Linked DNA regions of Mus musculus: regions 2, 3, 4, 5, 6 and 7 are each linked to region 1. Evidence: chromatin contacts called from public Hi-C, HiCAR-type and promoter capture Hi-C data. All regions are on one chromosome and are shown on one strand. The core of a region is the stretch at or near the end of the contact, and the rest is flanking DNA. Distances in the headings are between cores, read along the strand shown. Region 1 holds the start of R3hcc1l (R3H domain and coiled-coil containing 1 like). Region 2 holds the start of Kazald1 (Kazal-type serine peptidase inhibitor domain 1). Region 3 holds the start of Lzts2 (leucine zipper, putative tumor suppressor 2). Region 4 holds the start of Slf2 (SMC5-SMC6 complex localization factor 2). Region 5 holds the start of Pdlim1 (PDZ and LIM domain 1 (elfin)). Region 6 holds the start of Ndufb8 (NADH:ubiquinone oxidoreductase subunit B8). Region 7 holds the start of Sorbs1 (sorbin and SH3 domain containing 1).

Region 1 (3,741 bases), core at 383-2,882:
TACATAGTGAAATACACTCAAGTACAGGTTACAAACAAAAGACCAGTCCAATTTAAACTGACAAGATAAAAAAATAAAAAAAAAAAGAAAGAAAGAAAAAGAAAAGCAATCTCTAGAAAAGTATTTACTTAAGAGCATACCCAATAACCACGTCAGAGCAGCACTATGGGAAACCTAGGCAACCCTAAGAGTGAAAAAGAGTAATTTTTTTTTTTTTAAAGAGGAGCTCTTCCTGGCCTGGAATTCACTACCCAGACTAGGCTACCAAAATCTCCGAGACCAGCCAGCCTCCGACTCTGGTACTGGGATTAAAGGCTGCTGTTGCTTGTTATTGTTGTTGTGGTTACTACTAGGGAGAGAATTCAGAGCCTTATGCAATCTTACCAATGAACTACAGACACCTCAACCCTGCGCTAAATAGCTCAGGCAGCTATTATTACATGAGTAAGTAGTGCCTGCAACCCACAAACCCTAGACACTGGTGGTTCAGCACCAAGCTTCGGGAGCTCTAAGTCTTAGGGGATGCTTGTCATGTGTAGTGCTTCCAAGAGCGGAAACCGAGCAACAGGGGCAGCTGGCTGTGTGTCGCATGCTGATGGGCCTCGAAGTTTGACACCGATTCCACAGGTGGTCAAGCCCTAATGTCACCTCTCCGCTTGAAACCTTGCTTTAACACTTGTAGGTTTCATCGCAGTTTCTAAAGACACCATTAACTCCGGTCTTCATAAAGACATGACCGTTGATTTTAAAATCCAACTGACCTGGACCACACAAGAGAGGGTACAGGAACTTTATTTTAAATGTTTTCTAGCACAAACGTCTCACACATAGATCATAACACTGAAAAGCATAGTACAAAAGACCCTGCACCCCCTCTTTTTTTTTCCAGACAGAGAAACCAAGGTGGTGGTAATAGGACTACAAAAGACCACAGGTCCATCAAGTGGCCAACCCATCATCCTCTCAGGATTCAGACTCTATAAACCCCGTACTCTTTCCCTCACAACTCAGATGCGACGAAAAAAAAGTTTGTAAGACAACTTTCGATAAAGTGGGTTGGAAGTTTTCTGAGGACCGCCCGAGAAGAGCAGGAAGAACATCCTACTTTACAAACTGTTCCCGGCCAGCCCATAGCCCGGGGGTCCTAGCAGCGGAGCAGAAGTGCCACTGCCCGGGAATCGCCCGCGGCCCCGGGCTGTCCCGAAGCCACCTCGGTGGTCCACAGCTCCGCAGCCCAGAGGGGTCCTAAGACCCCGCTCGCTACCTGGTGACTGGAGACGATTTCTACCAGAAAGAAGCATTAGGGCAGAGGCCCAAGGCAGGCCTCCGGCCCCTTAGAAAACAGAAGAGACCGGAGGGTGGCCCTCCCGCCCCGGGGCTCCAACAGGTCGAAGGGCGGAAGCTTCCCAATAACCTCCGCCCCAGGCGGGGGCCTGCCCCGCGCGTCACCGGAGGAAAAGAAAACCAGCGTTAACACACAGGAGGAAAGAGGGTCCTCTCCCGAGCCGGAGGAAAGACGCGAGGGCAACCAGCACCAGCTCAGGGAGAGAAAGAATCGGGTTCAAGGGTTCGTGGTTACCGGGACGCTGTCGCTCTCCGCTTCCGCTGCCACCATGAAGCGCCTGCTCTTCCGCTCGCCGCTGGGGTGCGCGCCAGGCCTTGGCTCCGCCCACGCCGCGGGACCTCCTGGGAGTTGTAGTCTTCGCGAGCCCCTGTCGCGTCGCGTGGGGGGCGGGGCCGGCAAATGGAGAGGGCGGGAGGGCGTTGACGCTCCTCTATCTCCTGTATCGTCCATCCTCCATCTCAACCCTCAGCTGTGAAAGCGCTCAAATCTTCTCACGTCCTGCTCAATCATAACCGTGTCTCTTTCCTCGTCCACGGGCGAGTTTCTTCGAGCGTAATCTGCACTTAGCGTCTCTACTTCCTTCCTTGTGTGTGCTGAGTTCTACACTGCAGCTTCTGCCCCCCGCAGAAAATGTCCTTGTTGCAGCCAGTGTCCTTGTCGCCAAACCCACTGCAAGTATTTTCAGGCTGTCTAACTTAAGCATTAGTCATTGAAGCTCTTGGACATTATCATTTATTTTCTATGACACTATCCAGCTTTGCCTTCCTCATTCCATGCCGTTCGACTCGGTCTCTTCCTGTAATTCTCCCCCCCCCCCCCGAACTCACCTCTTGAATATTGTTCTCTGCAATTCTTAGAATAAGGAAGGGGAGCGTCCAGCCCGGCCCCTTTTTTTGCTTTAGCTTATCGTACTCCCAACTTCTAGACGACCCTATCTCATTCCTATCTTGCAGACTTGTCAAAAAATGGCTTGAACGCTTTGGTGGCGCGAATGGTATAGCCCTGTGATTGGCAAACAGGTGAAGTGCCCAGGATTCGATCTCGGAACTATACAAGAAAAAAAGAAATATTTGAAAAGTTCATACTGTGTCTCTCCTCTCTGTTCACTGCCTTCCCATCTATCTCCAATGCCTCTTCATCTACATTTGAATGCTAACCAAACCCTGTAGAGGCTCTCTCTCTAGCATTTGAGTCTGTTCTTTATTTCCACTGCCAGATACTTAATTCCCACTTGCTTAGTTTCTTAGCTGATTACTGTTCTCCTTACTGATCTCAGTACGGCTGTGGGGTCCTTACTGCCAAAGGCCGAGTTGTGTAAATAACAAATTTAATCAAGTCGTGTTTGTGTTAAAACCCTGTAAAGACACCATTCGATTGAGTTTGAGAGAAGGAATGAAGGTGAACACCTTGGAGCTTTTACAAAATAGTAGTTCCCAATCCACTACTCTCCTTCCCATCCCTTACCAGATCTGATTATGGGATAGGTTAGATGTGAGCCTTCCTAAAAAGTTTCCCCCTCGGGTGAGCTGACCACTCAGCAAAATGGTTGTATATTATTGCTTACAATGGGCCAGTGCTGGGGCCGAAAATAATGAGCAGACCAGTGCCTACCCCTGTGGATTTATGGTCCCTTAAGAAGAGACAGATACTAGTCAAATGGTTCCATAGCAAAAAACAAAAGCAGCAACAACAAAAAAAAATCGTCATCAGCTGAGCTAGGAATTGTGGGAGTAAAGTAACCTGTCCTTCTCTCTACTTCCTGCCATAGCCTAAGCTGGGGATCAAAGCATGGTCCTCGGTCTGAGTAGACCAGGGAGAGCCAAACTGTCAAATACTTGGATTGAATCATATGCCAATGCCCAGGTAGGCCTGGTAGGGAAACCAGGAACCGCTAAATGTGGGATGCTGGGAAGCAGAGCTATGTTAACTAGTTTAGCAGAATGGGCCTGAGCCAGCAGACCACAGATCTTGCAAGGCACAAATCAAGTTTGCTTCATTCATCAGGCCTTTGTTGAATATCTGCTGCCCCGTGGTTTGTTTTCCTGGCCACTGGCAAAAGATACTATGTGTGCCATAAAAATCAACAAATGATAAAACATGGTGTTCCCCACCTGCCACCTGCCAGCTCACCTAGCACGCCACGGCATCTGTTGCGGTATCCACCCCTACATCATGTCGTCACAAAACTGCTCTCAAATGAATTTCCTTTATCAACTTGATCTAACAAGTAGCCATATTTAGTGCTGTATATCGGAGACTTAGCAGAGGCACTCACGAAGAGTTAAGAAGCAAGGTCATAACTGTTTTGGCTTTTAACAAATCAGCAGCTATGTTAGAAGGTAAGGAATTCTGTACATTCAAAATAAGTTAGGCTGCTGTACAATAGAATATATTGG
Region 2 (3,741 bases), core at 478-2,977, 2.6 Mb before region 1:
CACCGCAGCAGGGGAACCTGAAACCTCCTTGTTGCACGGCAGAAAACTGTTGGGACCCCCCCCCCCGCCCCTGCTAGTGCATTTATTTCCACTGCAACTCCAGCCTAGCCAGACTATAGAGTAGGTAAAAGCTGAGGAAGTGTGGGTGGCCAAACGAAAACCACAAGCTTGAACATCCCCAACCCCAACCCAAAGGATGAGGGACAAGAGAGGCAAGAAGCTATCTTCCCTTCTCTAATTCCTAAATGCGTGAGAAAACTGATAGGCGGGAGCCAGGGTTAACAGGATGCATCTCACAGGGCTCCAGCAGTCTACGCAAAGTTTTGGGTGAAGGGGGGTCCTTTCAGTTCAGACCCAGCTATTGGCTATGTGCCTGTTCCTTCGGAGGCCAGTCCCTGCAAGGACCTGCCTGGATAGAGCTCTTAGGCACCTCAAACCTGGCAACAAATCTCAACCTGCTTTTTAGTTGGCAGCCTTTGAGGCTCATGGTCTCCCTCAACTATTCATTCTGCTGACCACAGAGCAACGCTGTCGGGGATCCGGGAGTAGTGCCTTTGGGGAGCCAGGGTTCCTGGTACTAAAAGCCCTGGACTTGCGTACCCGATTCGCAGGGCCCCGGATGCACCACAGTGAGGTTAGCGTCCAGCCGAGCGCGGGCGGCCTCCTGCAGGCGACAGATCTGCGCGTAGGTTCGGCCGTCCGAACCACAGAGCGGGCGCTGCGAGCGGCAGACACACAGCGGCTCCGGCACCTCTCCTCGACTCAGGTCACCGCCCGCGTCCAGCCTGCACTCGAGCTGCTCGCCGCAGCGCCCGTAGAAGTTAGCGCTGGGGTCCAGATCGCAGAGCTGGCCCTCCAGGTTTGCGCATTCCCAGCAGCAGCCGCACGCATCCCGCACCCGGCCTGCTAGGCATCCCCGCGGCGCAGCGCACTCTTCTGGCCGGCAGGGAGCACAACCCTCGCCCTCGGCTAGCAGCCGCAGCCAGCCTCGCCGCAGGTAATCGGGGCCTGTGGACGGCCTCGCGCTAACGGGTAGCTGGGTCCACACCACCAGCAATAATGGTAGTAGCAAGGACAGCGCCAAGGTAGGTGCAGCATAGTTAGCTGGAAGCCCTGTGAACACTCGGGGCATCGGCGCGTAGGTGGCACCCTGCCAGGAGAGGGAAGCCAGGTCTGGAGGTCAGAGATAAAGTCAAGGCTGTATAAAAGCTTGATTCTATCCTCTGCTACCCTGTAGCCAACTAGAAGCCCTAACAAAGAAGCCTGGTGATTCCCAGGGGTTTATGCCAGTTGGTAATTGATTAAGCTGGTCTTGGGGACTAGGGAATAAAGAGAGAGTGTATCGGGGAATGATCACTAACACCCATGCAGGGATGCACACACCCATACACAGACATACGCGTATACACACACACACATGCATACATATATGCACGCGCGCGCGCACACACACACCAGCATCACCTCCAGAAACCACCCAACTCTGATGCATCTTTGCCCCAGAGATAGATAAAACTACACTTGATGTAAAAACTTCAGGTTGGGGTGATGGTGCTGGGGACATACCAGCGACTCACCTAGTGCCTTGGACTAGGCCCTTAACAGCTGGGATTTCCAACCTAAAAAAAAAAAAAAAAAAAAAACGGTAGGGAACGAAGAGTCGCATGCACGGCCAGCCAGACCCGCAGGCCACCCCTGCTTCTGTCAGGGGATCGCTGGCAGCCCACAGACTTAAGATTCAAAGAGAAACTCCTCCGCCTCTTCTCCCCGCCCCCAGATGTCGAATACCCGCCTTCTTCCCTGGCCCCGAGGCCGATAATTTTATCCAGTCTCACAAGGACCCTCCTGGGCCTTTCACTTCGACCCTAGCCCAAAGTCACAATGAGTGTACAGAGCCGCGTAACCAGACGCCGCCACTGGGAAAGCAAAGGCTATGAGAAGAGAATAGGGGTGGAATGGCCGAGGAGCTCAAACTGTTGGCTGAGCCTCAGGTCCTGTCTCATCTGATTTAGGTCTGGAGAGCGGCAAACAGCTACAATATAGAAAGAAGGAAAGGCTAAGAAATTTTACTCAATGTAAAATTGACTTCAACACTATGGGCGTTTCTGGAGGCCAGGCTCGGGGCCAGCTTCCTCTGGGCACGGTTTGCAGCTGTGTTCACCCAGTCTCTCCACTGGGGCGCAGACTAGACTATAAGCTTTTCCAGCTGCCATCCACATCTGGCTACCTCCCTCCCAATATAGGGCAGGTGCTTGAACCCGCGGAGGAGCCTGGTGATTAGAGGTCGGAACTGACTAGCGGCCGCAGCAAGGCCGGCGGGTGACTCCCCATAGGGCGTCTCTGGGCTCCGGATTACAGGTTGCAAAATTCGAGCATGTCGGGGCCAAAAGTGTTCAGTCTGGAGACCTCCGCCAACGCCACGGTGGCACTTTTGGGTTAGGGGCAGGAAGCAAAGCATCCCCGGAGGCCCGCCCACCACCCCGAGAATGGCAGGCCCCGCCCCCGCCGGCCCCCAAACAGCTTCCAAAAACCGCAATCCAAGCTCCTAGGAGGAGGAGGAGCAGAAGGAAACCGGGCTTTTAGGCAAGGGAAGGGTGGGGCTTATATAGGCCCCGCCCAGAAGGCGTCAGAGGTTCTGACTGCGCGTGCGTCCGCGGCCTGCGGCGGCTCCGCTCTACCCTGCGAGGAAGAAGCACTGCAGTCACCGCGCAGTTCTGACTTTGGCCGAGCCCTCCTCAAAGGAGCGTTCAGTCAGCAGAGACGCTGCCTCTGATCAGAGGGGTTCCGACAAGGTAGAAGAGAGCTGTACACAGGCAATCCCAAACTCCGAGGAGACGGGAAGCGAATTTCACGCGAGGTTTCGGGATTGTCGCGAGAATCCCAACGGCAAGCTAGAAAAGGAAAAGCCCGCGGCTTTTAAGCCAGGAAAGAACGAGGGCAGGCAGATTCCGATGGTGGTGCTAGGCAATCCCTTGGTTGGAGGACGCGTTAACTGTTGGCCTGGGAGCAGAAGTGAAGCGAGAATTGCAGGATGTTTTGGAAAAGGCGCGAGGAGGGCTTGCCTGGTGGAGGAATGGAGACACTCTAGGGGAGGTCCCTAGCTGTAACTGGGGGCGGTGATCGTTGCCCGATGTAGAGTGGGAGCTGTCCAGGTCTAAATGAGGAACTGTGAGCTTTCAGCCCTAGGAGCCACTATCAAAATCCCCAGCGTCAGGGTCCTAGACACGCTTTCCATCTTAATCGTTGCCGGCGTTTACTGTTAGTCTTCGCGCCTCTAGTAGGAATCACTGTGTCTTCTGTCTCTGTACTCCCCACCCCCACCCCCACCCCCCGCCCGAGACCGACTGCTAAGGAAGTTCTTGGGAAGCATTTGTGCTTTAAAAGTGAAAGACTCCCTGGTTCTGAAAGATGCAGTCACTAATGAGAGGCTAGGGATTAACTCGACGGAGAACGAGCGCCCTCTGGTGGGTTTGCAGCAGCTGCGACTCGTGACAATGCATACTGTCTATACTTTGAAAACGTTCTTACAGTAGTCTTGCGTTGCTGATGATTAAACCCGGGACTTTTAGAGTTAAGCCAGAACTGTTGTCACCGAGCAGTATCTCTGACCCAATAATAATATTTTAGAAAGGAGTTTGTTCGCATAGGGCAGTTTGAAAGCCTAGCTACTCCTGTCTCCAGGTGCTTCTTGTCCGGCACTTTATCAGGTGAAGTTCTAAAACACGTTAAGCAGCAACCGTG
Region 3 (3,741 bases), core at 501-3,000, 2.5 Mb before region 1:
AAGACAGGGTTTCTCTGTGTAGCCCTGGCTGCCCTGGAACTTGCTCTGTAGAGCAGGCTGGCCTTGAATTCAGAGATCCACCTCTTACTGCCTTCTGAGGGCTGGAATTAAAGGCGTGTGTGTTACCACCACCAGGCTGTATGTGTGAATTCTTATGTTTTACAAAGTTATGAGTTTCGTAACTTAGAAAGCACACCACACAGTTATTAATGTGTATAAAACAAATGAATCTGTGGGCTCTGGATGTCACTATATGGCAAAAAGAGAAATGTTTGGATAGATATACCAGTTTGTGCACACATATGTGAGGTTTGTGTAAATACCACTAAATCTTCCAGTCACCTATCCTCAGTAAGCCATTCTGCTTCTTCTCCTAGCATGAAATTCTAGGGAAAATCCTCCTTTCTTTGGGTCCATTGAGTCAAGTCTCTCATAGACTGAGACACACAAATCTCTACAGGACGCCTGCAGTTCTCCTGGGACAGTTACATGGATTCCTACTGTACACAAGAAAAGTGTGTGAAAGCTCCCCAGGACCAATCTGTATAAGTGAGCGTTCTGGGAGTGCATGAGGACCTGGGTGACATTCAAAGCCACCAATGTGAATGGGGACTCCTCCTCCCTAAAACTTTTTTTTAACTTAAGAGTTTGAGGAAAGGTGAGATCACAGTGCCTGACGCCCTTGCCCCATCTTATCTTTGTATATTGTTCTCCACTAAGTGCCTCTAAGTGTTAAGACCAGAGACTCACAGGAGTCCAGCGTGAGGAAGGAGTTGCTAAGAGCTAGGGTAGGAACTGAAGTGTAGCAACTTCTCTGTAGGGTAGGTACTGAGATCGCCCCCAAAAGGTCCAGCCTAGGGATGGAGACTGCTCCACAGTATAGTGAGGAGTGAGAAGGGGCTGGCACTCCTGTCCCTACTCCAGAGGACACAGAAAGTGAGACCCAGAAGGAAGGGCAAGGGCCGGGGTAGACACTCAGAGAGACAGGAGCCAGAAGACAGAAGAGACAAAGGCCAAGAGGCTCAGACACGAGGAGCCAGAGGCAGACCCATGAGTTAGGGTCGCTGAAGCTACACAGGCAAGGACCCCTAAAGCCAGAGGAGCCACAGAGCTGAGCTCTGAGGGCCAGGCGTCAGGAAAGCCAGGCCTAGCCAGCCTGGCTCCCGCTTTTGAGGCCCAAGAGAGAAGGAGGGGCAAGCGGCTCCATTTTGAGAAATGCGTTTGTAGCTGTGGGAAAAAGAAAGCCCTGGTTCTCCCCAGCACTCCCTGACCTATCACTATGGTACACAGACCCCTGCGCCCCCACCCCAGCAAGTAAGCTGGGGGTTCTAGAGTCTGGGGCCGCGCCAGGGCCTGAGATGAGTCTGGCCCACGTCCCAACTCTCTGACCTCAGGGCTGGGGTTGGAGAGTTGGGGAAAGTCCCCCCAAACACACACACTCAAACTCCAGAGACCAGTCAAGCAGGATCCAGTCTGGGATCACGAGTTGCCATTCCGAGACTGAAAGCCCAGAGTCGTCGTGTCCCCCCACCCCCCCCCCCGCCACCCACAATAGTCCGCTCCTTCCATAAACTGGGGGCGTCTATGGAATGCCACCTCCCCACCGGACCGCATCGCTTAGAAGTTGGGGCACCCTCAGCCCTGGACCCCTCACCTCCGCCGCGCTGCTCCATGCTCAGCCCCGGGCCGCCCCAGCACTCCACAGGCGCGCCGCCCGCTCCAGCCCGCGCGCGGCCACTCGGAGCTGCCCGGCTCGGCCCCGCCTCCGCCCAGCCGGCGCCCCCGGCCCTGACCGGCCCCCGCCCGGCCCGAGTGGGCGGTGCGCACTGATGGGGGGAGGGGTCCGAGGGGCGTTCCCGCCCCGGGGAGCGGACACGCGCAAGTAACCCACGTCACGCGTGCCAGCCAGGGCGCACGCGGGGGCTGCTCGGCGGCGCTCGGGATTCCTCCCAGAGTGGCCTAGCAACTGTGTGTGTGTGTGTGTGTTGTGTGTGTGTGTGTGTGTGTGTGTGTGTGTGTGTGTGTGTGTGTGTGTGTGTGTGTGTGTGTGTTAAGTGTGGTGTGTGTGTGTGCTCGGTAGCGCTCGGGATTCCTCCCAGAGTGGCCTAGCGACTCTGTGTGTGTGTGTGTGTGTGTGTGTGTGTGTGTGTGTGTGTGTGTGTGTTAGGAGGCTCGGCCGGCTCGAGACTCATCGAGCCGGGTCACCATCGCCTATCCCTGCCGGAGCCCAAGGGCCAGCGGCAGCTGGTCATTGTTCCAGCACAAAGAGCCAAGGCGCGGCGCCAGCCCCGCCCCTCCCCCTCCGCTCCTCTAGGAGAAGCTTCCCTCCTCAGTCTCCAGCTTCCCGGTCCATGGGGAGGCCGAGGGGGTCAGCCATCCCTCTCCAGTTGCCGGCTCCTGGGCACAAGTTGAGGGACTGGCTCGGTCGCTGTCTGTCCCACCCCCAGCAGGCTGGAGGTCACACGCTTGGATTTTCCAAATCGGCGCCACCTGGTGGCCCTTTCCAGCAACTTACCAGCCCCCCCCCCCCAAGACCCCCACCAATCCCACTCCCTTTCCAGCACAGCACCCTCGGGCCGCGAGCCCAGGCTTGTCCCTGGCATGGCTCCAGCCTCCCTAGCCGAACCTCGGGGGTCATTTGCTATGAGAAGGGTCGCTGCTCAAAGGGGGTGGGAGGGATACCTGACCCCCAATAATCTCAAGAACGAACAGCTCAAACCTACACTGGCTCCGCAGCAGACATCCCAAAGTCTCTCTTGGGGTCACAAATATTTTTACCCTCTCGAAAACAACAGTCTTAACACCCACACGACCTTTCCCACATTCAGTCTCGGGCAGCCACAGTCAGTCTCATCCATCACGTGGCTCCATAGATCTTCATTCCATAATCCTTCAGGCCAACTCACAGAAGGCTTGGTGTTTCGTGCACGGGAGAGTGCACAACAGTCCTTTGCATCCAGTCACATTCTTTAAATACACTCAGCCTCCCAACCCTCTTCCACGCAATGACAGCCGGATTCAGCCACTCTGGAAACTTCTTACATCATATTCACAAACTACCCACTTTCCCTGAGGGGTCTCTGTGACCTGCTCAGGTCAGCCGACCTCACATGTTCTGGCAAGGCCATCCTCCCTTCCCCGATCCCCCCCGCCCCCCCCCCCAAGGTCTGCCAGAGCTGGGCTCAGCCCCAGGAAGAAGCACCCCCCCCCCTTCCAGGCCACAGCCTGGCCGGCTCTCAGCTCTATTTTTAGCTCCATGGAAAGGGTTGTTTTTCTTTCTTTTTCCCTGGAAAGGAAAACACAGCCTAGCCACCCTCAGGCTCACTCCAGCCCCTCAGCTTCACAAGAACATACCGAACCCCTCTCCCTAACAGAAACCCCCTCCTCTGGCCTTGCCCTGATCCCTGCCTCCTGGGGCACCGAGAACCTCCTCCCCTTTCTGGCCTCCAGCCCAGAAGCTCAGGCAGCAGCTGGGCTCAGCATGTGGCCGGGTGAGGGGTGGGGGGAATGAAGGATGGGGGCCGGAGGGGGAAGAGGCTGCAGCCCCCTCTTTCACTTTCAGAGAGGGGACTCTGATCTTTCTTCCACCTAGAGGAGACACACTCCCCTTAGGTTTAAGGATATATTTACTCTTGGTGCGTTCCCTTTGAGGAGGGGTGAGGGGAGACTCTTCTCGCTTGAGTGGGCTATTTGTGCCCAGTCCTGCAAGGGGTGGAGGTGGCGGTAGGAAGAGGACGTAAA
Region 4 (3,741 bases), core at 902-3,401, 2.4 Mb before region 1:
ACATGCAGCCAAAACCACTCATTCACATAAAAAATAAGTAAAATACTTAAAACAAAACAAAACTTAAGATACTTTTACAAAAGCATCATACTACCTAAGTAAAATAAAAAGGAAATTGGACAGTTAACAAGTAAAAAAAAAAATCAAACAGCTTTAATAATATGTACGGGTTACTACACACTAACATGGGCATACAATTATTTCCTGAACCTATACTCTGATCTGTTCATGCATGTTTGAAAGAGAGCCAACAAGCAGTATCCCTGAACATTCCTCCACTGAGCCAGTACTCAAGACGGCAGCCTGAGCAATCCAAACCCAAGGCTGATCTCCTTCTCTAGTGTACATTTTACTGGTAGCATTAGAAGAGCAGTGACCATCTTTCCTGGTTTACCTAGACTCCACCAGTATGTTGAGAGAACCTAAATGATGAGTGACAGGTTATGGGAGAATACATGCATTTGTTTACAGAAAGTCAATTACATTAGGTAAATTAACTCTACCACTGAGTAAAGGAAGAAATACTAGTGAAGACACATGATGTGCCTATTTCTGGCAGTGGAGAGGTGCAAAAGAACCCAGAAGCAGCAAATTAAAACCAAGATATACTTATATTTTTACTAAAAATTAACATCATACCCTTCCCCTAAAGTATTAAATCTAATACTACTCTCCAATACACCTGAATGGAAAAATGACTTTTGGTAAACCATGAAACTATAAACGAACTCTGTAGAGGTAAAATAATTGTTTCCTAAGTTCAAGCACACAGAAATATCCATTACTTATGTATAACTGGTTAAAAAAAATTATGACAGTTTTACAAGCCTTTAATCTGAAAGTGCTGGAACCAAACGTGTTAGAATTCTCAATTTATTGGATTTTGGAGGGGAAATAACTTGAATGTATTATGTGCAGCCCCCAGCAGGATCTGGCGCTGCAACCTGTAGCCAAAATATTACTATTTCTCCAGCAAAGCTTATCAACACTCACACTCAGTACCACCCACAAACCTTATATTAGCTCTGATCAACCTGGCTTGGCTGCCAAGGCGGCTGTGGTAGGAAGCAATGAAAATAGTTGTTTTTCACAGCCTTCTGTCCTTCAGAATTAAGATAAAGGATTGTGAATCTGTGCTACAATATTAAAGCATAAACTTAAAACGTCTGTTACCAATTCTTAAAAAAAAAAAAAAAAAGACAGTACCAAGTTCGTAGATAATTTGAATGTTTTATTGTCAGAGGATGTCATATGATGAAATTCTCCATCATTACATAGCTCCCAGAAAATCCTTACCATATAAAAAAAGAAAGGAAGAAAAAGGAAATAGAAAAAGAAAGGTCTGTTGGTGAGGGAGAAAGTCACTCAAAGAGAAAACAGGCGCATTCCAAAAATGTTTTTAGTATGAATGGTCGTGTACACTGTACTATTAAGTAATTCGTGGGTTTTCCTTATCACATCTTACATAATTAAACTCAAGAAACCACCAGGATCAGAACGATCTAAATAGAGGCTTCGAGAAGGGAGGGCCCCAGGGCAAGCGCTCGAAAAGGAGAAAAACAACCTTCTACCTAAAGCGGGCTCTCCGCAGCCATCTAGGCTGGTGGTCACTAGACCAAAAGCAACACCTCAACTACAGAAAAGGAGACTTCAACTCCCAGAAGCCCCCGCGCGGAGGCGGGGCGAGGGCTTGCAGGCCCCAGAACATCAAGGCCTGAGCTCGCTGAGGATGGCGGGAACTGAAGAGCAGCCGTCCGTAGTCCTCCCCTATACCCGTGCCCCCGCGACCCGGCCCCTTCTCAAGCCCTCTGCACTGTACCTGTCCCCAGGACTCTCTGTTCTTTTTCCCGCTGCAGCAGGGGCGGTACTACCGGGTCTCAGATGGCAGCGCGGGGGCGACGACCCCGGGGCTGGGGATGAGGGGAAACCTGGCCTAGCGGGCATGCAGCGCCTTGTCATGTCGGCGCCGCTGGCGACGGCGGCATGAGCTGTGGCTGGAGAAGCTGGGTGCGTGGTTGCCGTCTTGCTGCTGGGACTCGGGGAGGCTGTCGGTGCAGAGGTGGGCGGCACCCCCTACTCTCTTCATGGCGGTTCTCTCTTCGGAAGTGACTCCGGTGTGAGCGGGAAGGAACCTGAGGACCATCAGGGGGCGGGCCTTTCTTGAGGTGCCGCGTCGCGATTGGCTGACCTGAGGGTCACTCTGGTGGTAGCGCAATAGAAAGCCTCCGCCTGCCGGGAGAGGGCGGGTTTTTTGGAAGGGGGAGGGGAGATTGAAAACTGCCCTCCCCGGGCCCGTCACGTGCGCCTGGGGCGCGCGCCTCCTCGTCGGGGCCGCGGCGGCCTTGGCCGGTGCGTGGGAGTGGGAAAGAAGAGGCAGTGGCGGGTGTTACGACAGCTGGCGACAGCCGCCTGATCGAGGGCTAGGGGTGAGATTTGCAGAAGTAAAACCGAGCCTGCAGCTGTCTGTAGTGAAGATGGCCAACATTTGTGACGATTGTGCTACAGCTGCCCTAATATTTCATAGTCACTTTGGCATCTTAGGCCAAAATGCTGTCACCATTTCCTTTCTGTTCCTTCTCTTATAATGTGATTTGACCGTTCTGTGAGGGATCTTCTATACTGTGATATAGTTGTTCCGTTTTTTTGTTTTGTTTTGTTTTGTTTTGTAAGGGAGGGGGCGGGGGAGCACTCAGTCATTGAATTAGACATTTTTATTCTGTCAAAGCGTTTTGTCTCTAATGGGTTTCCCCATGAAGTCGCAGCACATAGACTTCTTTTCCTTATCAGTAAAGGACTTGTGCTTTGAAGAGGCTGTTAGGTTGGATTTCTTTAAGTTTTTATTTATGTATATGGTGCTCAATTTGCATGTATGCCTGAATGACAATAGAGCATGAGGTTGTGAGCCACCTTAGGGTTGGTGGAATTGAACTCAGGACCTCTGGAAGTAGCAACTAGTACTCTTAACCACTGAGCTATCTCTCCAGCTGGGTTTTTTTGCAGACCGAGGAACTGGTCAGAGTAATTTAAAACTTCACTTCCCATGTGTATAGAATGGGTATAGTTACTCACTTCTCTGGGTAATTTCCCTTGTCCCCCCCACTTCCCCCCCCCCCCCCCACACACACAGGGTTTCTCTGTATAGCCCTGGCTGTCCTGGAACTGACTGTAGACCAGGCTGGCCTTGAACTCAGAAAAATGGCCGGTCTCTGCCTCCCAAATGCTGGGATTAAAGGCGTGGGCCACCACTGCCCATCTTCTCTGGGTAATTTTAAGTAATAAAACCCAGCAATGTAAACAGGTTTAGATTCTCTCGTGTAATTGGTACAAATACAAGATTCTCTTTCCTTTGGGCTTCAGATTTCCTGCAGTACCCGGCCAGTTTTTTTTTTTTTTTTAGGGAAGGCTTGTAATCCTATTGTAATCCTAGTACTTGGGAGACGGAGGTGGAGGGTCAAGAGAGAAGGCCGCGGCTGTGCTGATAGTTCATGGTATAAAGGAACTTGCTTTCATGACCCAGGACCACATGGCAGAAGGAGAGAACTGATTCAGTGCGGTGAGCTATCCTATGACGTCTGTCAGCGTATACACACACGAAATGAATGCAATAAAAGATATCTTTTTAAAGAGAGAAAGAAATAGACATTGAGTCCAGCCTTGACTATGTAGCAAGATCCTGTCTCAAAGGAACTAAAAAAAAAAAAAAAGAAAAGAAAACAAATCCTATCAATCTCAAAAATGTCC
Region 5 (3,741 bases), core at 930-3,429, 2.2 Mb after region 1:
AGTGGAGTTCTTGGCACTGACAATCATAAAACCAAAATATCAATCAACTCTGAAAAAAAAAGACGAAGCTACTCTTATGTCCTACCATATCAAATATTCAGTCAGGACTTAATTCTTTATGTAACAATAAAGACAAACATATCTAATTCATGAGTAGCAGGTAAATTTGCTTTTGTCGTTAAGAGGTAGTAAAATTATGTGTTTACCAAAGAGCAGTTTTAAAAAGGTTTTGTGTGTGTGTGTGTGTGTGTGTGTATGTTCCTGTGTGTGGGTGCAGTATGTACGTGTGTGCATGAACACGTGTGTGGAGGTCAGAGGACAACCTTAGTGTCATTCCTCAGGTATCTCCCACCTTTTGTCTGAGGCAGGGTCTTTTACTGCCCCAGGACTTTACCAAGCAAACTAAACCAGCTGACCTGATGACCTCTGATCCTGCAGTAGCTGGAATTTCAGATGCCTGCCCCTGAGCTCAGTCTTCCACAGGAGTTTTGGGGTCAAATTCAGGTTCCTGCTCATTTAAGTCAAACACCTTAGTGACTGAGTTATGGCCCCAATCCTTTTTATAAAAGGTTTATTTATTTATTTATTTATTTATTTGATGTATCTGAGTACACCATTGCTCTCTTCAGACACACATCAGGTCCCATTCCAGATGGTTGTGAGCCACCATGTGGTTGCTGGGATTTGAACTCGTGACCTTTGGAATAGGCAGTCAGTGCTCTTACCCGCTGAGCCATCTCTCCAGCCCAAGAAGGGGTTTTAAAAGTTCTAGAAAACAGGAATGACCTTGATTTCTAAAAATGAGCAATTCATTGGCCGTCACAGGCCTTTGTGTTGGGTGAGGGACAAGATGATCCTTTCATATGTAAATCTGTGCAGAGACCCGCAAAAGATTGGCCAGGACCGCGGGGGGTCGCGAGGAGCTGCACTTTTCACAAATCCATTCAACCTGTGTCCAGCTTCCCGAATGAATGGGAACCAGGAAAACCACGAGGGGGTCAGTGGTCCTAAGGTTGGCTAATGTATTACATCCATCATGAGATTATTCTAGGCGGGGAACACCGCAGTGAGCTGTTTGCAAGATAAAAACCCGTCAGGTCTTGAAACTAGCGCTTAGGAATGTGGGTAGGACAAACTAATAAGTAAACTATAGACTACACAGGGATGGGCAGAGAATTAAGGCAGTGGAAGTTAAAGGGGGTCTAGAGGGGATGTTTAAATGGCTCTCAGAAATGGCCTTAACCAGAAGATGGTATCTGCAAGAAACCCTTGAGTTATCTGGGGGAAGGATACACGTGATGGCAAAGCTCTGAGTAGGAGGCCAGTGTGGTCAAAGTTGGAGACAGATTACAGCAGATTCAAGTCGTTCTTGGAGTGGCCTTAGAGGCATTTAAAGGGTTGGATTTTTACTCAGGGTGAAGAAGCATCAGTGGACAGCATGAGTTGTGGTTTAATCTGTTTTGAGAACTTATTTTGGGGGCAGCTCACAGAAGAAACTGATAGGGAGCTTTGAACCCTGGAATTTCCATTCACCGCTTTCCCGGCATTGGTCCACCCCGGACTTCATGATGGAATTGTTGGGAACGTCAGAATTCACCTACCTTCAATTTCAACTCCAGCCAGGAGGAAAGGTTTCTAGGAACTTCGTAGAGCCTAATTATAACCCCCTGACTACCCCCCCCCCCAACCGTTATAGTCCCATTAGCATTGGAAAGCTTCCAGGGTGGCCCAAGGAGCCTGGAAAATGATTCAGTAGCAACCCCGAGTTGTTGCGTAGCCTTAGGGGTGCTTTATAATCTCGGGCAGCCTCAATGACTTTATCTCTAAAATGGGACTAGAGATAAAGCGCCTAATTGCGTCAGGTGAGATCACTTGAAAGCGCCTCTTAAACGGCTCTGCGGTTTCCAAAAGTGTAAACCGCTCTGACCTCGCTCAATCCTTTTCGACTTTTTGCAAAGCACAACGCGTGGGTTTGTAAGGTCTGCTGTAGGTGGGGACAAGGCTTAGGTCTCACCTAGCTTTCATGCCGGGTTGGGAGCAGCAAGAAGGCTGTGGGTAGGGCGGGAGGAGGTGCGGGCGGAGGTTCGGGGCTGCTGGGCGGAGTTGAAGAGCCTAACTCCCGGATTAGAGTCTGGCGAGGTCCTGCGGGCCCGCTGGGAGTGGAGGCGCGGGCCGGGCGGGGCTGCAGCGACGCGGCCGGGGCGGATCTGTCCCCGCCCTCGCTCGCGACCCCGCCCGTCCCAGGATCTCCCAACTCCCGCCGCGCGCTCTTTCTCCGACAGCTGCTCCGGGAGCCCCGCGCGCCGTGCAGTTCTGTGCCTTGCCTGTCTGTCCCTTCCGATTGTGCCTAGCGATGACCACCCAGCAGATTGTTCTCCAGGGCCCGGGTCCCTGGGGTTTCCGCCTCGTGGGCGGCAAGGACTTCGAACAACCTCTCGCCATTTCCCGGGTAAGAGCGTCTTGGGACGCGCGTGGGAACGGGGTGGTTTCGTAGGGTGGCGGCGCGCTGCGTCCCTATGGAGGTCGGGGTGACTGGAGCTCCGAGGGGATCGCGGTGGGGCGCATCCAGGTGCGCCATTCGCCGAGCGCTCTGTGCCATCTGCCACCCCGTCCCAACCGCCGCGCTCCGGGGCAAGCGGGCTCGGTGCGCGCTGAGTCAAGGCCAAAGACAGTTTTCTTTCTGCGCCCCGGAAGCGTGGCGCGGCGCGGCAAGCAGACAAGCTTTGTGCCTGGGCGTGGAGACCTGGGGCTCCGCAGACCCTGTGCGCCAAGAGTTAACACTCCTTGCTCTTCACAGTGAAAGAGTTGGGGAGAGCTAATCGGAAGCAATAGAAAGTCCTGGAAGGTGAATGGAGTACAGAAAAGTTCCCTGGAAGGCGAATGGGATTCGTTCAGCTAACAACCGAAACAACAATTTTACACTCTTCGGATATGACCCGTGGCTGGCTCTCGGTTCTGTAAAGCCTTTCACAGGAAACACTGGAGTTGGGAAATAACCCCAGATAAACCTCCGTAGTCTCTCCCTGTCTAAGGTGGTTAGATCACCTTTCTGCCCTCCAGGTTATTCGCGATAAGGCCATTTCCTTTTGGGGAAGCGCACTAACGGTGTGTGGTGGTGATGATTGAAAACTTCTTGGTTGGGTCTTATCTGTGGGAGGGCGGGTGGCTCAATCGCAGACTGCTAGACCCGTGGCCCGTAATTGAAATGCAACCCCCTGTTAGACTCAGGCTCGGTATTTGGAAGTCCACACTTTGGCTATGTGATTTGGGCCAAACACAAGGAATATGTCCCACTGAGAGTCAATACTTTAGATTTTTAGTCCTTTCATATAGGTGTGTGTGTGTGTGTGTGCGTGTGTGCGCGCGCGCGCGCGCGCGCGTGACTCCGCTGGGCCCCGGGGGTGTTACTAAATATCTTTTAATTAAGGAGATAGAAAAACCTCAGGGATGCCTGACCTAGAGGGACCACATTCCATTCTTTTGTACACTTGTCTGCTGAAGCTAACCTTAAACTTGCTCCTCCAGTCTTGTAAATGTGTCTTTTTTTTTTTTTTTTTTTTTTTTTTAAATCTCAGAGGGATTCTGGGATGGAAATGGAAGTGAAAGATCCCAGTGGGTCCTTTTGACTTATGGCTATGCCTCCAGCAGCTGAAGGACTTAGGTGGAAGTTGTGGAATCATCCAGCCACCTCTTGGCTTTTCTGACAACCACAGTGGCTGTCACTCAGGCTTTCTTACAGGT
Region 6 (3,741 bases), core at 404-2,903, 2.0 Mb before region 1:
AGAGTTCTACATCTTCATCTGAAAGCTGCTAGCAGAATACTGGCTTCCAGGCAGCTAGGATGAGGGTCTTATAGCCACACCCACAATGACACACCTACTCCAACAGGGCCACACCTTCTAATCATGCCACTCCTTGGGCCAAGCATATACACACCATCACATACTGCTTAGGCAAAAACATAGAAACAGAAAGTAGATTAGTGTTTGCCAATGTGTGGAAGTAGAGGAATATGCTAATTGGTATGAGATTTCTCTGGGGCAGTGATGAAATGTTTTAGATCTAGATAGAAGTAATAGTCACACACGTTTGTAATATACACTTAAAAATCATTATACACTTCTCCCCCACCCCACCCCCGCCACAGTCTCACATAGCCCAGATATGCCTTAGACTCATTATGTAGCCCAGGCTGGCCTTAACTCCTGATTTTTTTTTTTTTTGTCTTCATTTCTCAAGTGTTGACTTTACAAAAGGCATATACCATCACATAAGAGTACACTGTGGGGCTGGAGAGATGTCTCGGGGGTTAAGAGTACTGGCTGTTCTTCCAGAGGACAGAGGATCCAGGACCAGCGTTCAATTCCCAGCACCTGAATGAAGGCCAACAATCCACGGTAACTGTGGATTCTTTGAAACTCCAGTTCCAGGGGGATCTGCTGCCCTTTGGTCTCCTCCACTACCACATGCATGTGGAGTGCAAACACACATGTGGGCAAAACACCCATACATATAATTTTCTTCTTAAAAAAGAATATGCTATGTTCTATATAAACAATATAAAAAAAAAACAAATGAATAACCTATACCAACATTGCTTTTAAGCAACATGAGATCAGGGTTTGCTATTAGTTAAATGCAGATGCTGTCAAATTAATTCTGATGATGTCTAATGATACTACAAGAGGATAAAATGCACTGCAGTAGGCCTCCCCAAATCTATATGTTGAATAGTACACGCCTGTGTTTGTCGATCTGGTATACATTTGAGAAGGGATTCTATTACAGTAATTGTGTCTAAAGAGTTGATGGAAATACGTGCATACTCAAAATGTGTAATATATCCAAACCCTACTTGTACAAATAAAACGAAAACTTAATAGTATGCAAACATGTCTCCCAGTCTGTGTTAAGAGTTTGTTAATTATGGTCTTTCTGTTTGAAATCTGTTTTTTTTTTTCCTGAAAAATGGGAGGTTTGGGGCTGGGTCAGGCGAGCCGCCTCCAGTAATCGGCTTGGTTTTTGTATTTGTTGGGTTGAGGTGATTGAGACATTTAGATGAACTGAGACAACTTTGAGTATATAAGGAAAGAGATTTGGAGAAAGGATCAAACAAAACCAAGAGCTAAATGTGAAAAAGGACTGTGTGTGAGGACAGAAGGCTGGTTTTACTTTGCACAGCGGTCTGAGATATTCGGCTGGCGCAGCCCCGAAAGGGCCTCAGTCGGTTGAAGGCGAAAAGGAATACAGTAACTTGCAATATCAAGTAAGCAGTAGCTTTGTTTTCTCTCCTTGCTGTCTGTCCTGGCACCTCATCAGCCGCTCACCGTCCAGGCTCTACAGCATATTTAAATAAAGCCCGCCCAGCTTGATGCCGGGACTTCTGCGCTGGCTTCGGAGATCGCCGTTTGGCCCGACTCAGCCACCGTGACCCGCTTTTGCGCATGTGCAGAGTGAACCGCGGAGAAGGTGAAGATGGCTGCCGCCCGGGCTGCGGCCCTGGGAGTCCGATGGCTGCAGAGGACAACCCGGGGCGTGGTGCCACTGGAGGCACGGAGAGGTCTGCACGGTGTGGGAAGCGGGTGCCTGAAGTTTACTGCTTCGGGATGGAGGCATCCTTGGGACGGTGGCGGAGGTGTCCTGGCTGGGGGTAAGGGGTGGGAGGTCGCGGTGGATTCGTGTGCCCAAAGAAGGGATACAGGGTTGCTGTAGTCCGGCAAGGTGCGAAACGACAGCCTCTGCAGTCACTGCGGCTTAGTCCTTTCTGGGTGGGCGCCTAAAGCACCGTGTCCATCTGACCTGCATCCCTCTGCGTCCAGCCTTCCATATGACCAAGGACATGTTGCCGGGGTCATATCCTAGGACCCCAGAGGAACGCGCCGCGGCCGCCAAGAAGTATAACATGCGAGTGGAAGACTACGAGCCATACCCCGATGATGGCATGGGGTGAGTGAGGTAGAGGACTCGGGTCAGGAGCGGTGAAGGCGGTTGGATTGGGTGGTGCGACCCAGGCGTTTTCTCCCGGATCCTTGTAGTGACCCCTCAGAGTCATTAGTGCGGGTGCTTTTCTAGGTTGGGGGAGGTGGGAGTGGGTGGCTGAGCCGCTGCAGCCGAGAAGACTTCCATTTTTTTTGCTTGGCTCAGGCTGTTTGCTCAAATGAGGAAGCCGAGGTTATCATAGCTCCCTCGAGGACTCCAGAATAGTGAGATTCTTCCATGGCTCCATCCAGAGCACTGCGTTTCATTTAGATTGAGCATCTGCTGGGCTCAGGTGCTGACCAGGCGGGAGCTGGACCCCTGTCCTGAGAACCTTGCTGAGGTTGGGGTACTCTATATTTGTGTATGTCTGGCTTTTTTGGGGGAGGGGGTTGTTTGTTTGTTTTTTGCCATTAGGCATATGAAAATGTCACTGATGGTTAAGCAGATTACACTCCATGTCAGCCTTCATTCTTCAGTTGGTGTTAGTCCCTTCTGGCCCTCTATCTATCCCCTGTAACAAAGTTAATTATGAATAGTGGTTAAACATCATCGTCACTTCCTGTGTTAGCATTTTTCTTTTCTTTTTATTTTCCAATCATTTTTTTGACACGTGTCCAGTTTCCATTGTCTGTTTTTTACTTTGTTGTGGACTAGAACAGCCTGGGCAGTAGTCTGTATAAGGTGACCTTGGATTTTTAGGGGGGAAAACCAAGTTAAGGGAGACCTCCAAGGAGGTGTTTGAAGCATGAGGGTATACATCAACTTGTGGTTAAGAAACATAGTAGCTATGGAGAAGAAAAGCCTTTTCTAATGTGTACCTATTTTGTTTTATCCAACCAATATGGGTGTAGTTGATTGCTAAATTCCCTTTAGTTCTGAGTTGTGTGACTTTTCTTTGTAAGAGAAGATAAGGCCATATTGTTTCAGGATTTGACATAACCTCTAACTATATTTTGGACCTCTTTGGTTCTGTGCTTAGTGCTAAGACATCTTGATTTGGGGGCAAGTTCTTCTATTCTAAGTGATGTAGTTATATATATGTCGATTTGTTTCTGATCTTTGGGGCGAGGGCTTTGAATTGTCAGGGACTACCACAGCCCTTTCCAGAGGTTCTCGCTGTCTCTCTCAGGTATGGCGACTACCCGATGCTCCCCAACCGATCACAGCATGAGAGGGATCCGTGGTATCAGTGGGACCACTCAGAACTCAGGATGAACTGGGGTGAACCGGTGAGAAAAGGATTACCCTTCCCTTCCTCTCATTTCCTTGTGTTTTCTCGGGGTGTTTTCCTCAGTGCACATGGTGCTTTTTTGGCTAAGCTTTTCTGCTCAAGGGAGCAAGGTCCAGTGATCTGAGACCTGAAGTTCTGCATATGGTACACAGGATGGAACTTACCGGCATACCCAAAGCCCTGTGTACTGTGACCATTGTGCGGGTCATGCTTGACCTACTACCTTTGCTGGAGCCAGCATTCCTCTTTAAGGCTGGCCCTTGTGTGTCTTGGACCTGGCTCAGAATATTGCCCTAAGAAGGGTATTGCTTCT
Region 7 (3,741 bases), core at 546-3,045, 2.0 Mb after region 1:
TGTGTGTGTGTGTGTTCTAAACCTTGTTGCCTGGATTTGGTAGGTAGATAACTCTCAGTTTCTCTGCCTTCTATTTCCTACCTCTTTGGCTAATCTCCTAGTATCACTGTGCCTTTAGCTATGTTGTTGTTAGATGTGTAGCGGTGCATATAAAGCTCACAGCCCTGGTGCAACAGTGCACTGTTAATACAGGCACATTCATACTTGCTGCTTTATTATTTTATAGACCAGAGAGCTGTTTGTCCAGACTGTAGCATAAGGTAACAGCAGAGCCTGGGAAGTGTGTTTTACAAAGCAACAGGATGAGGTCTGGGCGAGGCAGAGCCCTGTGCTGAGGGACCCCGGGTTCTCTGGAGGCTTCTTGTTTCCTTGGTTATAGCACGAGCTCCCAGACAGCTAGAAGTCTTCAATTAAAATACACAGACAACAGAATTGAGGACAGCAGGTGCTCAGCCAGGACCTGTCACTGTTCCCTGACATCTAACAACCTTTACAGACAGGGTTCCCCTTGCCTGTGCAGTCACTAGGTCCTATTCTTACCCCACCACACAGCCTGCTAACTAGGAACACAGTTGGGCTGAAGATTCTTGCCCAAGATAGCAGAAAAGAATTAATTGTGCTCAGGTGACTATTCTGTTGTGTTGGAAAGTTGTAAGTCAACTTGACACAGGCTAAGGTCATCTGAGGGGAGGGAACCACAATTAAGAAAATGCCTCCGTAAGATGGGGCTGTAGGCAAGCCTGTAGGGCATTTTTAAAATTAGTGACTGATGGGGGAGGTTCCAACCCATTGTGGATGGGCCATCCTGAGCTCATGGTCTTGGATTCTATATGAAAACAGACTAAGCAAGCCATGGAGAGCAAGCCAGTATGCGGTATCCCTCTGTATCAGCTTCCTGACTCCTGCCCTGTTTGAGTTCCTGTCCTGACTTCCTTCAATGGGGAGCAGTGTTGTGGAAGTGTAAGCCAAATAAACTCTTTTCTCCCCAATTTGCAGAGTGGTGCAGCCAATAATCCGCTCTAGAGGCTGAGTCAGGAGGTTGGCCTGGGGTGTGAGTATGTGGGGCAGCCTCTAATCCCAGAAGGTGGGATTAAGGATCATCTTTGGCTGCACGGTGAGTTTGAGGCCGCGCTAGAATACGTGAGCCGCCTGTCCAAAAATAAATAAATAAATAAATAAATAAATAAATAAATAAATAAATAAAGACTAAAACGAGAAACTAGTAACAACGTCTTTTTCACAAGGCTGGGAAAATCAAATGAGAAAATAGGGAGCATTAGGCAACTGTCTGGTAGAATATAATCAGACTGACAGTGCCATTGGCAAGCTTTTATTCACTACATTTTATCAAGAGGAATTATGGTGCCATTTTACAGATCAGCAAAAGGGCACAGGGTTAAGTAATTTGTTTATAGCTAGGACACACTGTTATTTTACGCTTACTGTTCTTTTCAAGCTCTCTGTGGGCAAACCCTTATAGAGACCACAGGGCCAGCGTCTGGAGTCACTCGCGGGCAGCCCAGGGTAGAAAGGGTTAGCGGGTGCGCGCGCGACATCCGCGGGAACCCGCGGGCGCGCGCCCCGCTCACAGGGACGCAGGCTTGGCGGCGGGCTCTTCCTCGCCTCCCCATTGGCGCACACGCCCCTTCCTGTCACGGCCGGCCAGGCCCCGCCCCCTGGGCGCTGCCGGAGTGGACGGTTCCAGGCCATGCTAATGAGGGGCTGGTCGCCGCCGCCCATTGGCCGGCCCCAGTGTCGGTGAAGTCAGCTCGGAGTAGCAGAAAAACAGAGCGGGGCTGACTGTAGCGTGGAGCGCGAGCCGGGCTGGACGCGCGCAAGCCCTTGCCGGGGACCCGCGAGGTAAGCGGGCGGCGGCTGCGCTCTCCGGCGGCAGCTCCCGGGCGGGCGCAGCGGGCCCCCGGAGCGGTGCCTTTGTTCAGCGCGCGGAGGAGGTGCTTTTAAAGGGCCAGCTGTTGGAAGGACCTGGGGGCCCCCCTTCTCCCAGAGCATCCCCGGGTGGCCGCGGGGGACCTTCGCCGAGCCGTGTCTCCCGGCTGCTCTGTGTCCCCTCTCCCCGTCCCTTCAAGAAAAGTTGCTAGGACGCGGGGAGGTTTGGGGATTCCAGGTTTCTTTATGCCTTTTCGTTTTTGGTAGGTGAAGGTAAGTGCGATCATGGCCTCTGCTTAGGAGGGAATGTCCGCCCGCTTCAGCCTGGCTGCAGTGTGGGTGGATGGAGACGGGAGAGCCCTGGTGGGTTTGCGCTGGAAAGTGAAACTACTGAGGGTCTTTTCTGCAGTGGCCAAAGGAAGAAGGGCGCAAGTGTCAGGATGGAGGCATCTCAGGTGTATTCATTCATCAGCACACCCTTCCACTCCATCACCTAAGCCGAGGGCGGCGGGAGGGGGGCAAGCACTACGCTGCTGGCCCAGACCAGCCTGCATCCGAGCGTGTTGGTGGGTGTGTGTCTGGGTATACGGTGCTTCCGCTCACCGCCCAGGCCCCTTCATGCTTCCCTGGATGACTGGATGACAGCATCTTGCAGGGCAGCCCATCACCAAAGGGACCTAAAGCTACTCCTTTCTCTTATTTCCCAGGCTGTCCCTCCCGGGGTTTCCACGGTCTTTTCCCTGATAAGCGGTGGTGACATTCGAGATAGGAGGGAAAGGAGGCTTTAAAGTCATTATGCTTCTTTGAAGGGCGACGTGCTGTCGATTTCTGTATCCTGGAACCTCTGCGTGTCATACTATGCCTTTGAAATTCATCAGTGCTTTTTCCGGGCGGACAGAATTTATTATGCATTGCTACATAGAAGCAGAAGATCCCTCTGAGCCGGCTCATTCCATCCTGTCCGAGGGTTTTCCCAGCATGTTCTGGACGAGCCTTTGGATTTTTGTTTGAATCGCTGAGCTCTGGGTTGCCCCTGTTGTCACACGGCCGACCTACTGAAATTGCTAAAATTGATTTCAGTCAGTAGGCGGGATGTTCATCTAGAGACACCATAGAACCTGCCAGGCATGTTAGGCCGCTGACTGATCCCCCCCCCCCCCCCCCGCCCATCTTCCAGTCCCCAACACTGGTGTGTCCTTTTTCTTCCTTGGAGAAGGCCAGGGACAGCTTGTCTGACCACATGCTTTTTTTGATTTTTTAAAATACCTCTCTTTACATTTAAGTGTGTGTTTTGGCTGGAAAGATATCGAGGTGGTGATTGAAGGGTGGATTAAAAGTGGGGTGGACAGCAGCAGGGGACAGCCGTGCCAATGACAGAAAACACACATTGGGAGATTTTATAGCTTCAGCCTTCAGTGAGTGAGTGAGTGAGTGAGATGTCTACAGGGTGAGGTGTGTTGGCTGTGAGGGGGAGGGGTGGAGGAGGAAGATACTGCCAACAGTTTTTTGCCCCACCCTCCTGCTGCCGCCTTAAATAACTCCTGGCCAGCCCAGCCCTGAGGTCTTTTTGAGCCTGAGGGGAGAAAGGTGGTCTGTTAGCCCACCTCTGCCTGGGGCACCTTTGATGCAGATTAGGAAGGGTTAGTAGTTCTTAGGGTAGGGGGTCAAAGATGGTATATTCCTTAGCCTAAGGACTCGTGGTAACAGTCTGGTGACTTCCCTGCAGGCAATTAGTACCTGAATGAAGTGCTGGTCGACCTCTGTAGGACAACCCCCTTTTGTTGGCTCTACCTCCTTTTTTTTTTTTTTTTTTTTTTTTTTGCTAAAGCAAGTTGAATTTCTGTAAACTTTTTG

Evidence for each region. Promoter capture Hi-C pulls out the DNA fragments that hold promoters and counts their contacts. Hi-C and Micro-C count contacts between places; a contact is called where the count stands out from the background. HiCAR-type assays count read pairs that join an accessible place to other places. Capture Hi-C pulls out chosen DNA fragments and counts their contacts.
Region 2: a contact with region 1 is called in a HiCAR-type map of astrocytes, with 7 times the contacts expected there. The contact joins the promoter of Kazald1 here to the promoter of R3hcc1l in region 1. A contact is called at or near these places in 1 of 39 promoter capture datasets (liver) and 1 of 115 datasets of contacts at active chromatin or transcription factors (astrocytes).
Region 3: a promoter capture Hi-C map of liver shows a contact between it and region 1, with 3 times the contacts expected there. The contact joins the promoter of Lzts2 here to the promoter of R3hcc1l in region 1.
Region 4: a contact with region 1 is called in a Hi-C map of CD8 T cells, with 4 times the contacts expected there. The contact joins the promoter of Slf2 here to the promoter of R3hcc1l in region 1. A contact is called at or near these places in 1 of 39 promoter capture datasets (pre-B cells), 2 of 484 Hi-C or Micro-C datasets (CD4 T cells and CD8 T cells) and 1 of 9 other capture datasets (liver).
Region 5: a contact with region 1 is called in a promoter capture Hi-C map of pre-B cells, with 5 times the contacts expected there. The contact joins the promoter of Pdlim1 here to the promoter of R3hcc1l in region 1. A contact is called at or near these places in 1 of 39 promoter capture datasets (pre-B cells) and 1 of 484 Hi-C or Micro-C datasets (CD4 T cells).
Region 6: a promoter capture Hi-C map of liver shows a contact between it and region 1, with 5 times the contacts expected there. The contact joins the promoter of Ndufb8 here to the promoter of R3hcc1l in region 1. A contact is called at or near these places in 3 of 39 promoter capture datasets (the 3T3-L1 cell line, liver and pre-B cells), 1 of 484 Hi-C or Micro-C datasets (CD4 T cells) and 2 of 9 other capture datasets (adipose tissue and liver).
Region 7: a promoter capture Hi-C map of pre-B cells shows a contact between it and region 1, with 5 times the contacts expected there. The contact joins the promoter of Sorbs1 here to the promoter of R3hcc1l in region 1. A contact is called at or near these places in 2 of 39 promoter capture datasets (liver and pre-B cells).

The regions. Positions count from the first base shown.
Region 1 is chr19:42,516,696-42,520,436 of GRCm38.p6, reverse strand. It overlaps R3hcc1l (R3H domain and coiled-coil containing 1 like), which reads right to left and starts at 1,632. Exons shown (of 7, transcript NM_177464.4): 1 at 1,580-1,632.
Region 2 is chr19:45,074,073-45,077,813 of GRCm38.p6, reverse strand. Kazald1 (Kazal-type serine peptidase inhibitor domain 1) reads right to left here and starts at 1,727. Exons shown (of 5, transcript NM_178929.5): 1 at 1,578-1,727; 2 at 601-1,150. The coding sequence starts at 1,132. Gm35782 (a long non-coding RNA gene) reads left to right here and starts at 2,705. Exons shown (of 4, transcript XR_877888.1): 1 at 2,705-2,792.
Region 3 is chr19:45,016,144-45,019,884 of GRCm38.p6, reverse strand. Lzts2 (leucine zipper, putative tumor suppressor 2) reads right to left here and starts at 1,750. Exons shown (of 5, transcript NM_001130526.1): 1 at 1,655-1,750.
Region 4 is chr19:44,929,529-44,933,269 of GRCm38.p6, reverse strand. Slf2 (SMC5-SMC6 complex localization factor 2) reads right to left here and starts at 2,151. Exons shown (of 20, transcript NM_001081225.2): 1 at 1,820-2,151. The coding sequence starts at 1,959.
Region 5 is chr19:40,270,054-40,273,794 of GRCm38.p6, reverse strand. Pdlim1 (PDZ and LIM domain 1 (elfin)) reads left to right here and starts at 2,179. Exons shown (of 7, transcript NM_016861.4): 1 at 2,179-2,449. The coding sequence starts at 2,354. Gm41845 (a long non-coding RNA gene) reads right to left here and starts at 2,229. Exons shown (of 3, transcript XR_877853.2): 1 at 2,015-2,229.
Region 6 is chr19:44,553,354-44,557,094 of GRCm38.p6, reverse strand. Ndufb8 (NADH:ubiquinone oxidoreductase subunit B8) reads left to right here and starts at 1,653. Exons shown (of 5, transcript NM_026061.3): 1 at 1,653-1,778; 2 at 2,038-2,164; 3 at 3,327-3,426. The coding sequence starts at 1,694.
Region 7 is chr19:40,511,790-40,515,530 of GRCm38.p6, reverse strand. It overlaps Sorbs1 (sorbin and SH3 domain containing 1), which reads left to right and starts at 1,795. Exons shown (of 29, transcript NM_178362.1): 1 at 1,795-2,160.